4 separate regions of the Gossypium hirsutum genome follow, and regions 2, 3 and 4 are each linked to region 1. A link is a contact called in public Hi-C data. All regions are on one chromosome and are shown on one strand. Each heading gives the region's core, a stretch centred on a gene start, on an enhancer-like site or on the middle of the called end of the contact. The rest is flanking DNA. Distances are from core to core; before and after follow the strand shown.

Region 1 (3,319 bases), core at 528-3,027:
ATGTGATGAAACTTAATTTGTTAATCCTTAGAGTACCATTCATGTATCAACTTAATTTCGATAATACTACTTATTGCTGCAAGTCCATTCTACAAAATATTAACTAATAATACATTATCACATTCTAATTCAACCTGTCTAAATAATAATATGAATGGCAGAAACATTTATAAATTTATTTATTGGAAAAAATGAGAAGGTGTGGGTCAGTTTTTCATTAAGCAATAATAATGTGATTAAATTAAAATAAAATCATGTCCTTAGCCACCAATACAAAATTTAAAATCCATAATATATTAAAACCACTCCTACTTAAATACAGCATGAGAGACCCTTAATAATTGCATTATATAAGTGATGGCATCTTATTTGGTATGATTTGTCAACACCTGCCACCCAATCCTAGATTTTTGCTTCTTCTTTGCTCTTTATTTTATTTGTCTCTCATTACTAATCACTCATTCTTGTTTAATATATAAATTTTTATGATTATGACCCTCAAACAAAACTTGGGTTTTCTTCTCTTAAAATGTTCATTAATTGGTTGAATGACAAGTCTTAATCAAGATTAATTTTAATGGCCAGGTGACAGAATACGTGTTTTGCAAAAGTAATATTTTTCGTCTAATTTTATCATATATTAATTTATTATCTCATTATTTTTGAAGGGATTTATCATAAATTAATTTAATTTCTAATGTAATTTTACCTCTATATTTTTTTATAATATTATTAATTAGCTCAAATAATTAATATTATTAACTTTTTTGTTAAAATATTACATGATTATATATAATTTGAATGACATAAAAGACTTAGAAACTAATAATTTGTTTTTTAAACATTATAAAATAATGGTCAAATTTCAACTTTGACTCCTATACTATGCTAAAACTTAAGATTTAATACATTTGTTTTAATTATTTATATATTTTGATTCCTCTACTTTATAATGTCATTAGTTAGTTTAACTAGTTAATATTGTTAATTATTTCAATAAAATGTCGACATCAATTTTTCTTAAGAACACTAGAACAAAAAATATTTTCCAATGATGAGTTCGAACGAGTATTTATAAGAAAAGAAATCCTAATTAGTATTTTCAACATTATTTTTATTATTGCATGCTACCAGTTGAATATATATATTTAATTTCAAAATGTCACTCAAGTAAAATTAATAGAAGAATTTTAATAGTAATAACAATTAGACATGAATTTTAAATTTTAAAAAGTAAAAAGATTAAATTCATGAAAATAAAATTATGGACTAATTTTAAATGTACAAAACATATAGAGACTCAAAACATATTTTAACTTTTAAATAAACATATTTTAACTTTTAAATTTTTACTCAATAATTTAATACAAATAAATAATCAATCCAATGCAAAGCGTAAGAATTATATTTGTAACATATAATAGTAGAATATATTCATTTACAAGTTATTAACCTATAAGTAAAACCTATGCCTTGAACAAATAATAATAAGTAAGCAAAATGAAATTTTTTGGACCTCCAACTTTATAAAAAAAAATAACTTTAACTATTTATTTAATTTTTCACATCTTTTAATCCTTAAACTTGAATTGTTTGTTAAATCACCTCAAAATTAATAAATATTAACTTTTTTATCTATTTTAAAGTAATTTCACAAACAAACATATTTTAGAGTTAAAAAAAACTAAAAAGAAATTTTTTATAAAACTAAAGTCCAAAAGAGTCATTATATCTTATATCTAAAATCCATGCCAAATCAACCGCTGGTTTGCCCCTCAGCCACTTCGTGTGACAATTCTACCAAAATTATGCATTTGACCCATCTCACCTCCTGTACTCCTGACACACCAAATATAAACCAAAGCCTTTTAACTTCGTCCTCTTAGCAACTTCAAACCCCAACACACCCCTCTCTCTCCTTCAATGGAACATACAAAGAAGTTTTCCCCTGGAACTTCCGCCATTGTTTTTCTCCTTTTCGCTGGCTTTCTCTACATATGTGTATGGTCTCCTTCAAACCCGTTACTCCCCTTCGATCAACCCAACGGTTCTCCCAAAAATTTTGTAAGTATTTATTAATATTAACTTCTCATGTATATATATATATACACGTGTGTGCAGACTGTAATATCAGTTTTTTTTATAAAGACTGCTGTAGAGTTTGCTGTGAAAGACGAGCTTGATTTGGCGTTAGAGGAAGCTTCGATGCGGAATAAGACCGTCATAATAGCGGTTGTCAACAGGGCTTACGTCGAGCAAAGCGTTAATGCGGAGACCACAATGCTGGACCTTTTCTTGGAGAGCTTTTGGCTGGGTGAAGATACGAGGCCATTGCTGGACCACCTGCTCCTGGTTGCGGTGGATCAGACGGCTTACGATCGGTGCATGTTCAAGCGATTGCACTGTTACAGATTGGTGACGGAGGGTGTAGATTTCGGGGAGGAGAAGGTATTCATGTCCCGGGATTTTATCAAGATGATGTGGAGAAGAACTTTTTTCCTTACGGAAGTGTTGAGGCGTGGCTACAGTTTCATTTTCACGGTATGCTTCTTTCTTTGACCTTCTCTAATAGTTCTTTCATTTTCTTGAATAATTCTTCGATTATAAAATAAAATATATTGAAATATAAAATAAAAACTTAAAGATTAAAATTGATTTAAATTTTTTTGAATAATTCATTTTTACTAAAATATTTTAATTAAAATAAGATATTTAAGTGTCAAATTATATTAAAAATTAAAGTATATATAAAAAAATGATAAAAAATTAGGCGAAATATAAATTCTAATTAATAACAAAGAAAAAGAGCTTATAATCTTTGAAAGTTATAATTCAATTCTTAATATGCCGCCAAACCAAGAATTTTATGTTTTATATGAATAATTTTCTCAAACTCGGATTTATTTTCACCACTTATGATAGATTTTCAACATGCATTGCTTCGAAATTTATGGAATTGTGGGAATATATGTCCATGGCCATGGGGTTGTAGTGTAGGTGGTCCAATCGGGAGAATATATATATAAAAAAATGTTTAATTAAGGAGATATTAGAAATTTGGTTTTGACTTTTAATATGAAATGAAGTTCAATACAACGTGAAAGACAGCTACGTCAAGGTAGCATGTGGCATTCTACGATTGAATGGCATTGATGGTACGTGGTGGAAGGTCATTGAGCAATGGGTGCGCCCCAAAGTTTAGGCAAGCTACTCCCTGAATCACATGAAAAGGGTATATAGGATTGATTCACCTACATCGTGTGAGGATGAAATAATCATCTTTTGAAAATAAAATATAAAATATTTTACAGAATTTTAT
Region 2 (2,997 bases), core at 418-2,917, 130 kb after region 1:
ATTGAAACGACATTGAGAGCTAAACACTAAATTGAAGGCCTTAAACAGCTAGTTGTTCCTTTTGATGAGATGTGGATTCCTCGTCACTAAAGCACAAATGGACTTTCAATGTGGACTCTATAGAGGATTCTGGTGCAGTACTTGGTGGTGGAGGTTGCAACATCATCATCATCTGTCTTTGCAGGTAGGAATAGTAGGTGTGAAAGGTTTTGAGGTTTACATTTAAATGGAATCCCAACCCAAATAAAAAATCCACTTCAAGGAAGTTCATTTCTGTTGTACTGATTCCTCCTACTTTTGCATAGAAAGCGTTGTTGTAATACCTACAAAGATAAATGTTCCAAAAGTCAGGTCAAACTCAATGTTTGGTACTTTGGTAGAATATTAAAAGTGTATTATCCACTTGTCTTACTTTTTCTTTTTTTCCAGAATATTTGAAGTGTATGGTCAAAAGGAACCAAAAAAATGAACAGGTTGGCCTATCACACTGAACTTCAATTATAGGCTTCTTTGCAGAAACAACTTTGTGTGTGTATATATATATATTGTTTTCTGACTGTCAGAAGGACAGCCAGGATTCACATGCCTACAATTTGTTGGAACGGCAAAGAAATCATTCTTCTGGCAAATTCAATGGCTCTACAATTCCACCATATCTAATCATTTGACTTCAACTAAGGGGGAAAAGGTCAAAAAGAAAAGAACCAAAAAAAAAAAAGAGCTTAAATTCAGTCATAATTCAAAGAACATGGAAGAGATCAAAGTATCTAAAGACCCAAAACCCATAAATGAAATCCAATAATTCTTTGAGTGATTTATACAAACAAGTTAAGAACACTTACATATCATCCATGAACTTTGCAGCAACCATCACACTCGTAATAAGCAAGCGATGAACGTTGAAAGAATTGATGGGCAAGGAGGGTTGCCTTTGAGCAAACCGATCAAGATAAACATAAGCAACAATAAAGCAAGAGGGGCTGCAATTGGCGTACTTGTAAATTCTGTGTAGGTAGCTTTGAATGGAGATGGTTGGGCTTGTTAGGCCATGAAAAACTGAAATCTTCTGAGCCTGGAACCCACAGTTTAGATCGTTGGATTCAGCCACATTTTGGATGAGAGAAGACAAGAAAGTTATGAGATTTGACATCACATTTGGGTTGTCTAGCTCTGCCATGGCTGAGAAGGTTTTTAGGACCAGAAAAGAGTTGAATGTGTTGCGTGGCTTCTCTGGTTGAGGTGAAATATTTATAAAACAGGTAAGGTGGTCGTTAAAGGGTAGGTATTTTCAATGAAAGGAGTACCCATTTGGTGAAGAAACGTGGGATTTTACCAATAAGAGGCTGGTACACAAGTTCAAAGGTATTTATTTATTGAAAATGACTCTATATGACTTGATTTTGAGGTGAAGGTGAAATTAATAGGTTAAAATGTGTTGTTTTCATATAGAAAATACATCATCAAATCGATATTAAAATTTGGAAACTTGTGCTAAAGGGAAGAGAAAGGTGGTTGATTTGGGGATTAAAGTCATTTTGCTTGAAAGGTTTCCCGTGATTAAATTGTAGCTAATGTTGTAGTGGTGATGGCATGCAATGGCCATCATGTGATTTCATGTGGGAAAATGTTGATTGTAATTTGTGGGTCCTGTCTCTGAAAGATACTTGCACTTTGCAGCATGTGTTCCAAATCTAAGCAGATTGGATCTGTTATGTTTTTTTGGGATGGGTACCATGTATTCGGCCTATGCTTTTCTCCTTCTTTTCTAGGATGCTCTTTCCCTATAACAAATTATATATTATATTATATGCCAAACATCCTCAAACATGACTTCAACTTTAAATTAATTCCAAACTTCATTAATTTTTTACATGTAGTGTTAAATAAATAACTACTTTTTGTAAATTTATTATTTCGTTTAGATGTTAAATATTAGTTTTAAAGTTGAATATATTTAAAATATACTGATCAAACTCTAAATAAAAGTATATACTCTTATCGTAATGGCAACTTAAGTTTGTCATGTTAAATAATAGTAATAATAAAACCAACATGTCATTATGTTAGAATTAAGTTGTTGGTGGTAAATATATATATTTATAATTTAATTATATATTTCATGTCAAATTCAAACTATCAATGTAATACATTTTAAATATGTTTCACATCAAATTCAAATATTCATTTTATGACTAAGCTAATAATTAGGTTAACGAGAAGATTTGATCATTTTAAGACTAGGCTAATAATTAGATTAACAAAAAGATTTGATTGATATGATAATTGATACTTTAAAAACTCAATTAAAACGTTTTGAATTTTGATACTAATTTGTAATATATATTCAGGGTTTTGAATTTTGATGCCAATTTATAATATATATATATTCAGGATTACGAGTATGTAGTGGAAAGAATAAATTATAAAGATAACAACATGTGCCTAATTTTTTTAAAAATTTTAAATATATCTAAAGAGAGACATGTTATCTTCTTAAACTTAGTACCAAATAATAGCCCATAGGATATGCTTGGCAACTTCTGTACTAGATCAGGGATGTTGCATGACTTTTGTGCAGAAAATTAACAACAAAACAATAACTTAGAAGATGAAGACTACCCTGGCCACGGGTCTGCTTTATTTGTCTGCTTTTGTTTGGATTCACGGACTTGTCAAAATTTTGACCTTCTGAAACATCATCTAGTGTGTGGTGATGATATGATTCTTCCATGTATGAATGCTCATTGAGGGTATAGCCTGATATAAATATTCCAGCTGGAAAACAGAAAAATGATGCACCACTTTGTTTTACACATCAAAACACTGTAGTTTGTGATAATCAAATTAGCAACGAAACTTGCAAAACTGGGATTCGTTTTTTTTCTCTTTTTTTCTTTTTTCTATTTGACCCACCTTTGCTCTCACTTCTCATCAATGATCAAAGCATCAGATATTAAAAATATTTTTCCTTAGAACCACTTGAGCACTTTCACTTAG
Region 3 (3,297 bases), core at 595-3,094, 240 kb before region 1:
ATACTCATCAATAAACTTCACAAAAAAAAAACCATCTCACTCATTAAACAACAAATCATCCATAACATTATTTAAAAAACTCTACACTAAATATATAAAATGAAAGTTTAACAAAAACATATATAAAATGTTGTGTTTGTGAAGCATTTAGAAGTTGTCTTTTTTCTTTTCTGTTATATAAATTCTTTACTTTTTATTATTCATTAATTTTCTACTTACAATTTTAAAGTTCCTCCTTTACCTTGTTTAAATTTTAAATTTGATTAATAAAAAATATTAAAGTTGGTTAAATAATAATAATTTTATCTATTTTTAAGCATTCTTCATGCACCGTCCAATATGCAATGTCCCGGCCGGTGCAACCTAAATTGGTTGGAACAAGCTGGTGCGGTACATACTGGAATTTACACCAGTACAAAAAAGAGAAATAATTGTTCCAATTTATTATTGGAACGGTGCACACCGACCGGTGCAACAGGAACCGGTACAGAATGGACTATATTGCTTCAAAAAACATGCTTTTTGTATCAAACAATGTTACGTTATCTACACAGAATCAAGGTAAAGTAAGAAAAACAAGAAATGGGACTATTCAAATCATCATCAATAATGATTTAAGGCTTTCCCTTTGGCCAGTTATTACAAATGGTTGTAGCATTTATAACAATTAGTATTACATATTCAATGATTTTCTATCTTTTGATGAACACCTCTTCGTACAATATTTTGAAGACAATGAAAATTATCAAGAATTGGAGGTATTATGAATTAGGAAGTACTCATTTGCCATTCAACTTCTAAGTGACTGCAATCCAACATACCTTTAACCTTGTTCAAAGCTGTTTGCCTGTGTTGTAATAACGTTAGGGAGCAATCATCAGCTTCCTTATTCTTCTTTTTGCGAGGCAGTTTTCTTGAGACCATTTTCCATTTGAATTCAAACTCACAAGCTAAAATAAAATAAGGAAACGTCAACAGGTATGCTTAGCTATGTTAAGATCATATTCATAGCAGAAATTTTGTATTTAATCTAATTGAACACATCCATCATGTTAGCAAATTTCATGCTAATAAATACATGAATGTAGAAGAAAGTGAAAATACCTTCACTTTGGTCATGGAAACCCCGAACTACACAGGCGCAGACCCATGGCCTTCCAGCACGAGATGCTTTTGCGCCACCGCTAAGTTCACCATTATGTTGCTTCAAACTGCAATTATCAAAGCTCAATATTTTTAGTTATTTTGAATCATTTTCTTGTGTAAAGAAGAAAAAAAAAAAGAAGACGAAGCCAAATTCACAAAGCAGACATTTAAAGCAATTTCTACAAATTTATCAATTACTGCTCAAAAACAAGCAATCAAACCCAAAACAAGTGACACAAATAAGGATTTCAGTTTCAAATAGAAGATATATGAAAGAGGATGGTACCGGCGAGAGAAATTGTTGGTGACACCAACGTAGGTTTTAATGGGGGAATTGGTGGAAAGAATTAGGTAAACGCACCAGGCTTTTAGTTCTGATTTCGATTTTGCAACGGCACTCGATTCTGACGGCAACGATGGTTTTACGATATTGGGTTTAGGGTCTGGGATTGGGATTGGAATTGGGTGTTTCACAGATCGGAATGTTGATGTGAGCAGCCTCATCTCAACCTCAACTAATCATCCGATCCCAAGAGTTGTTGTATTTTGGGATTTTAATTCAACGGTAAAATTTTGCCCTTCTGGAATTCATTTTGAATTAAGGGCTGTGATTTTTCTGGCAAACCCATTACTGAAGTTACAATCAAACTCCAGGTTCAGTTAGTTTTAACATAGGCCCAAATGGATAAAATGGATTCCATTTTTAATTGTTTCGGCCATATACAGTTTATTATGAATTAACCATAGCCTGCCTAATTCAAGAAGCAATATCAGGAGATTTGAACCCATAACCTCAAGCTCAAGGTTTTGAGCCTTGCAAGCTATCAATTACTCTATTTCGCGATGAAAAGAAACTAAGCTAATGGACAAACAAAGATTGCATGCGCCCCTCTTCCATGTATGGACAAATAGAATAGCCTATTTATATGGAATGGTAAAGGGGCCCATCTATTTTCATCGATCATAGAAATAAATAAAAAAAAGGAAGGAATATTTTAATTCTTACCAACTTGATCTTGTTACCCCCGGCAACAAACATGCGTGAACCATTTCACGAAGTATGCGTCCGGATAGTCCAAACTCTCGATAGTTAGCTCTCGGTCTTCTAGTCGAAAAGCAACGTCGATGAAGATGTGTGGGTGCACTATTTCAAGGTGAGGATTGTAATTTTCCATGAATTTTTCATTTCTCACTCAATGAAGGAACTTTTCTTATTTCTTTTTTTGAGGACCGAAGAATTAAGTGAAATTTTTGTTCCAATTTTTGCCTCTTCTCCCTATGAATCAAACTTTTCTTTGCCATAATGGTTCAGTTCCTATTATTATCAATGGTACAAGTTAGGTCCTAGATGTAGAAATAGAAAGGGGCATACCCCCCTCCTCCATCGAAACAGATGATATTATCGTAGATACAACACATAACATAAGTGCTGGAATTTGAATTAACCAAATTTACCCGATGTAGATGCAATCAAGAAAGCCACTTAAATATATAACCTACAAAAAAGTGAGTGCTAGTCCAACTAATCTTGCATGTACAATAGAAAGAGCCACTGGTTTATGATTCATATTAGAACATAATACTAAAAGTTTAACAAACTTTTAGTAAATTTGGGGTTCAAATTGAAATTTAACTGTCAATTGAATTTTAGCATAATTGATATTGACATTATTATTAATACGGGAAGGCATAAATTCGAGCGAACTAAAATGCATTTATGCTAAAGTTTCAACAATTATAACGACAATTTATGAACTGTTGAAATAATATTAAACAACATGAAATATCTTTCTCCAGGGACACCTAAGTTTGATGGACTGATTTAATATATAATGTATTCTAATTAATTAAGGAAAAGTATTTGTTAAGGTTTATGGTTTTCAAGATATGATATTAAGAGATCAATCATTCTGAATATCATCTCATCCCATCATTAGAATCTACCTATCTTTACCCATGCCATAATCAAATCATATAGAATTAGAAAGCCATCATATATAAATCATGAAACTTCACATGCATATCTTCATTGATTTTTCGCAAAAATTAAACAATTGTTATAATATCAATGAAGTCCTAAAAATATCATAAAAGTTAAGATTATGTAATACACATTTTTTTATAAAAGTAAATTATTGTCAGTACAAACGA
Region 4 (3,241 bases), core at 179-2,678, 210 kb after region 1:
AAAAAAATCAATCACGGAGCATCCATCAATGAAAACAAAACCATCTTTGTTTCAAATTACCGTGTTAAAGAACGAGTGAGGCAACAAACAAGAGAAAATATACTAGAACCTTTTCCCTATACTAAATGATGCAATACAAAGGCCCAAAGGGGGATCACAACATGACTGAAGAGAGCAAAACAGCAGATTGACAATGTCTATTAACTGACCTGAACCAGATAATAAAATATACGAAGCCCTTCGGGATCCTTGCTGCTCTGAACATCAACAAGGGACCCAATCTTTGAAGTAGTGAAAGAAATATGCTCATTCCCCATCACAATCTCGAGCTCCTGCCGTCCGACACGGTCAGGTTCTGGCCAGTTGTTGTCATCTTCCTTCATGATCTAGACAAAGAATGCCCAATAGAATTGAACAATAATATCAAGAACCATAATTAATAAAAATTGCAAATTTAAACCATCCTGAGCGTCGAAAGAACCGCAAGTTACCATTAATCGAAGAAATAAATAATCAACTAAAACTAAATCTTTTAACCTAAAACCCAGCTGGGCAATTTGAAAAACTGCAGTAAAATCAGAAAATTACAAAATATTTACATCAATCAGAACTGGAAACAAAAGACAATAAATACAAACTCGTTATTTAAGCAAAACATAGAGAAAACAAGAAAAAGAAAACCTAATTTTTGATCCCAAACCCTAGGCAAAGTTGAATTAAAGTGGAAAAGAATTAAGGAAAGCATTAAGGCGAAGTAAAGGGTTGAAAAAGGATAGGAGACCTCGCTCTCGGTGATGATGCGGCGGCATTCCTTGAGAACGGCAGGGGTGAGGAAGACTTCTTTGCGGATCATGGTGTCGTTTTTGTAGTTGGAGTTGTTAGCATATCGTAGCTTCCCGTCCGGCCTGAACTCGAACTCCAAAAATTCGTGCCCAAATTTCCCTTTATGCCCTACGTAGTAACGGAGGTAAAACTCTCCGCTCTCCTCCTCGGCCGCCATTGTTTTTCCCTCTCTTTTTTTTTTCTTGTAAGATTCTCGAAAAGAAAGCAAACAACACTGAAAACACTTCCAAGTCCAAGGGATTTTTCTGGATATATTGATGGGTCCACCTAGTTATTGGGCCTCCCAAGTTTTGTTTGGGCTGGGCCGTTTAATCTCCTCCATGCATAATCTCAGTATGAATTAAGGATATCCTCAAAATTAGAAATGTAGAGTATAATTAAATAAGTTAAATTAGAATTGATTAAATAACCTTTAAAATTTTAGGGAGATTTAGATGTACTATTGGGTACGGTGCAGTGCGTTTATTTTACTTTTTACCCTACGCTATTATCACTGTTTTTACACTAATTAGAGATAAATACATTATTCATCCAAATTAACTCACAAAAACATGTTTTTATATTGGGTATTTTTAAAAACTACAAACTATTGTTGGAGTTTAGTCGATGTATGATTGACTAATAAAATATAATGATAATGATAATGATGTCTTACTGAACCAAACTAATACAACAATTATGGTTTGCTGTAATTGTCCAAGTCTTAAAGATTCCTTTTATCTCTTATAAATTTGACTTCGTAGGCTCAATATATATATTGTGATGAACATAGGATAAAAGACCTGTTTTTTAATCATAATTTAAGGCAAATTATTTAGAAGATCATAAAAACATAAATCTCCATCTCTGGTTCATAAAGGAAAAATAAAATAAAATCACACAGAATATTGACGAAAACGAAAGCAAATAAGCCAATAAACAATAGCACTGCCTCTCCCCTAGCTCATAATTCCAACAACGGCTCCCAACAAGGCTACCATAAAACCATAATTCACGGTGCTCGGAGCTCCGCTAGGTGTTGACGGGGGAGAAGTTGTTGTACCACCACTGGGGGGAGTCCCGGAAGGAGTGGTGGAACCAGACGGAGTAGAGGGGGTGGAGGGTGAGTTGCCACTAGCTGCTACAACATTGATGGCTAGCTTCATGCCACCAGCACAGTGACCTATGGTGGGGCATATGAAATACATTGCCCCTGGATTGGACAGTGTGATGACAGTGTTCCCATCGCTGTAGGATTTAATAGCATTGCCGGTGTTGCAATTATCGTAGTCGCTCTTGGATACTTCCTCCACCGAGTGGCTGCCACCGTAGGTAAACACTAAAACGAAAAAATACAAACAGGGTCATTCATATTGTTATCTTACTTTGGCTTAATTTTGGTAAGGAAGCAACTTACAAAGTGTGTCGCCTACGGTGAATGTTTTCCCTTGAACCCAACTTTGGTAATCTCCGGTCGTGGTCCAACCGCTGCTGTCTCCTACGGTGTATTGCTCGGCAAAAGCCGCCGGAGCTGCTAGGAGGAGGAAGAGGAGGGCTGCTGCTAAACCCATAATGTTATAAAGTTTAAAGCCTAATTTTAGTTGGAAAAAAATAAAGGACGGTGAAGGGACTCTTAGCACGTTATGTTGTGTTATATAGAAGGCTGAAAGTATGATTTATAGAAGCAAAAAGTCAAGCAATTTCTCTATTATTCTTACTAAAGCCAATAATTAATGTTAGCTTAATTAATATTCTTCCATCTCCTCCTCACCAAATCAAATTGAATATATATATATATATTGCTGCCTTTTGATTCAAATAAGAAAGAAAAAAAGGGTATTGATAGGTTCAGCTAGCAGCCTCTGTGTGGGACTTTTTATAATCTTTGCTCTCTCACTTGTATAGAATTTAATGGGGTGAAATTGCAGAATAAAAATCAACATTTATTTTTATTTCTAATTTAATTTTAACACAAATCTTTTATCATTACATTACCCATTTGGTGAAGTCATTTTCCTTTTTAACATTTGTACCTATTAGATAAGAGTCAAAAGTTTCAGCCTAAACAAATACAATCTAGAATCTCTAACCTAACCACCTTTGGAGAACTTGTGTAACTGAAACAGGTTGAAACTGATGTCTTGTTTATGCACCAAATTTATGTCTTAAATTATATTTTAAGGATCTATTTTGGTTTTACTAGTGTTTTTTAATTTTATTTATCTACTTTAATTTGATATAATTTGATTTTTCTATTTTTATAATATTATTAATAATTAATACATTTAAATTAATAATACTATTAGTTATTGCTATTAAAATGAAAATGTACATCCGCCTTATATGTAAATTTTTAAATATTTATTGTGTGCTTAAATAACATTAAAAAAAATTTACTTCATCACTTTAATGACGGTAA

What was found. A called contact is a pair of places that touch in the nucleus more often than the background predicts.
Region 2: a contact with region 1 is called in a Hi-C map of leaf, with 1.9 times the contacts expected there. The contact joins the promoter of LOC107897055 here to the promoter of LOC107950859 in region 1. A contact is called at or near these places in 5 of 34 Hi-C or Micro-C datasets (callus and leaf).
Region 3: a contact with region 1 is called in a Hi-C map of leaf, with 1.8 times the contacts expected there. The contact joins the promoter of LOC107950738 here to the promoter of LOC107950859 in region 1. A contact is called at or near these places in 7 of 34 Hi-C or Micro-C datasets (callus and leaf).
Region 4: a Hi-C map of leaf shows a contact between it and region 1, with 1.7 times the contacts expected there. The contact joins the promoter of LOC107953045 here to the promoter of LOC107950859 in region 1. A contact is called at or near these places in 2 of 34 Hi-C or Micro-C datasets (anther and leaf).

Annotation. Positions count from the first base shown.
Region 1 is chrA08:8,774,726-8,778,044 of Gossypium_hirsutum_v2.1, forward strand. It overlaps LOC107950859, which reads left to right and starts at 1,778. Exons shown (of 3, transcript XM_016885794.2): 1 at 1,778-2,064; 2 at 2,149-2,541. The coding sequence starts at 1,924.
Region 2 is chrA08:8,905,394-8,908,390 of Gossypium_hirsutum_v2.1, forward strand. LOC107897055 (cyclin-U4-1) reads right to left here and starts at 1,668. Exons shown (of 2, transcript XM_016822427.2): 1 at 843-1,668; 2 at 1-323. The coding sequence starts at 1,177. The coding sequence ends at 41. LOC107896945 (pentatricopeptide repeat-containing protein At1g02150) reads right to left here. Exons shown (of 3, transcript XR_001684006.2): 3 at 2,405-2,775.
Region 3 is chrA08:8,536,392-8,539,688 of Gossypium_hirsutum_v2.1, forward strand. LOC107950738 (structure-specific endonuclease subunit slx1) reads right to left here and starts at 1,845. Exons shown (of 3, transcript XM_016885686.2): 1 at 1,433-1,845; 2 at 1,105-1,211; 3 at 590-950. The coding sequence starts at 1,650. The coding sequence ends at 769.
Region 4 is chrA08:8,987,428-8,990,668 of Gossypium_hirsutum_v2.1, forward strand. It overlaps LOC107953045 (protein mago nashi homolog), which reads right to left and starts at 1,429. Exons shown (of 3, transcript XM_041075819.1): 1 at 782-1,429; 2 at 210-386. The coding sequence starts at 1,000. LOC107896308 (uclacyanin-3) reads right to left here and starts at 2,608. Exons shown (of 2, transcript XM_016821487.2): 1 at 2,240-2,608; 2 at 1,671-2,161. The coding sequence starts at 2,393. The coding sequence ends at 1,782.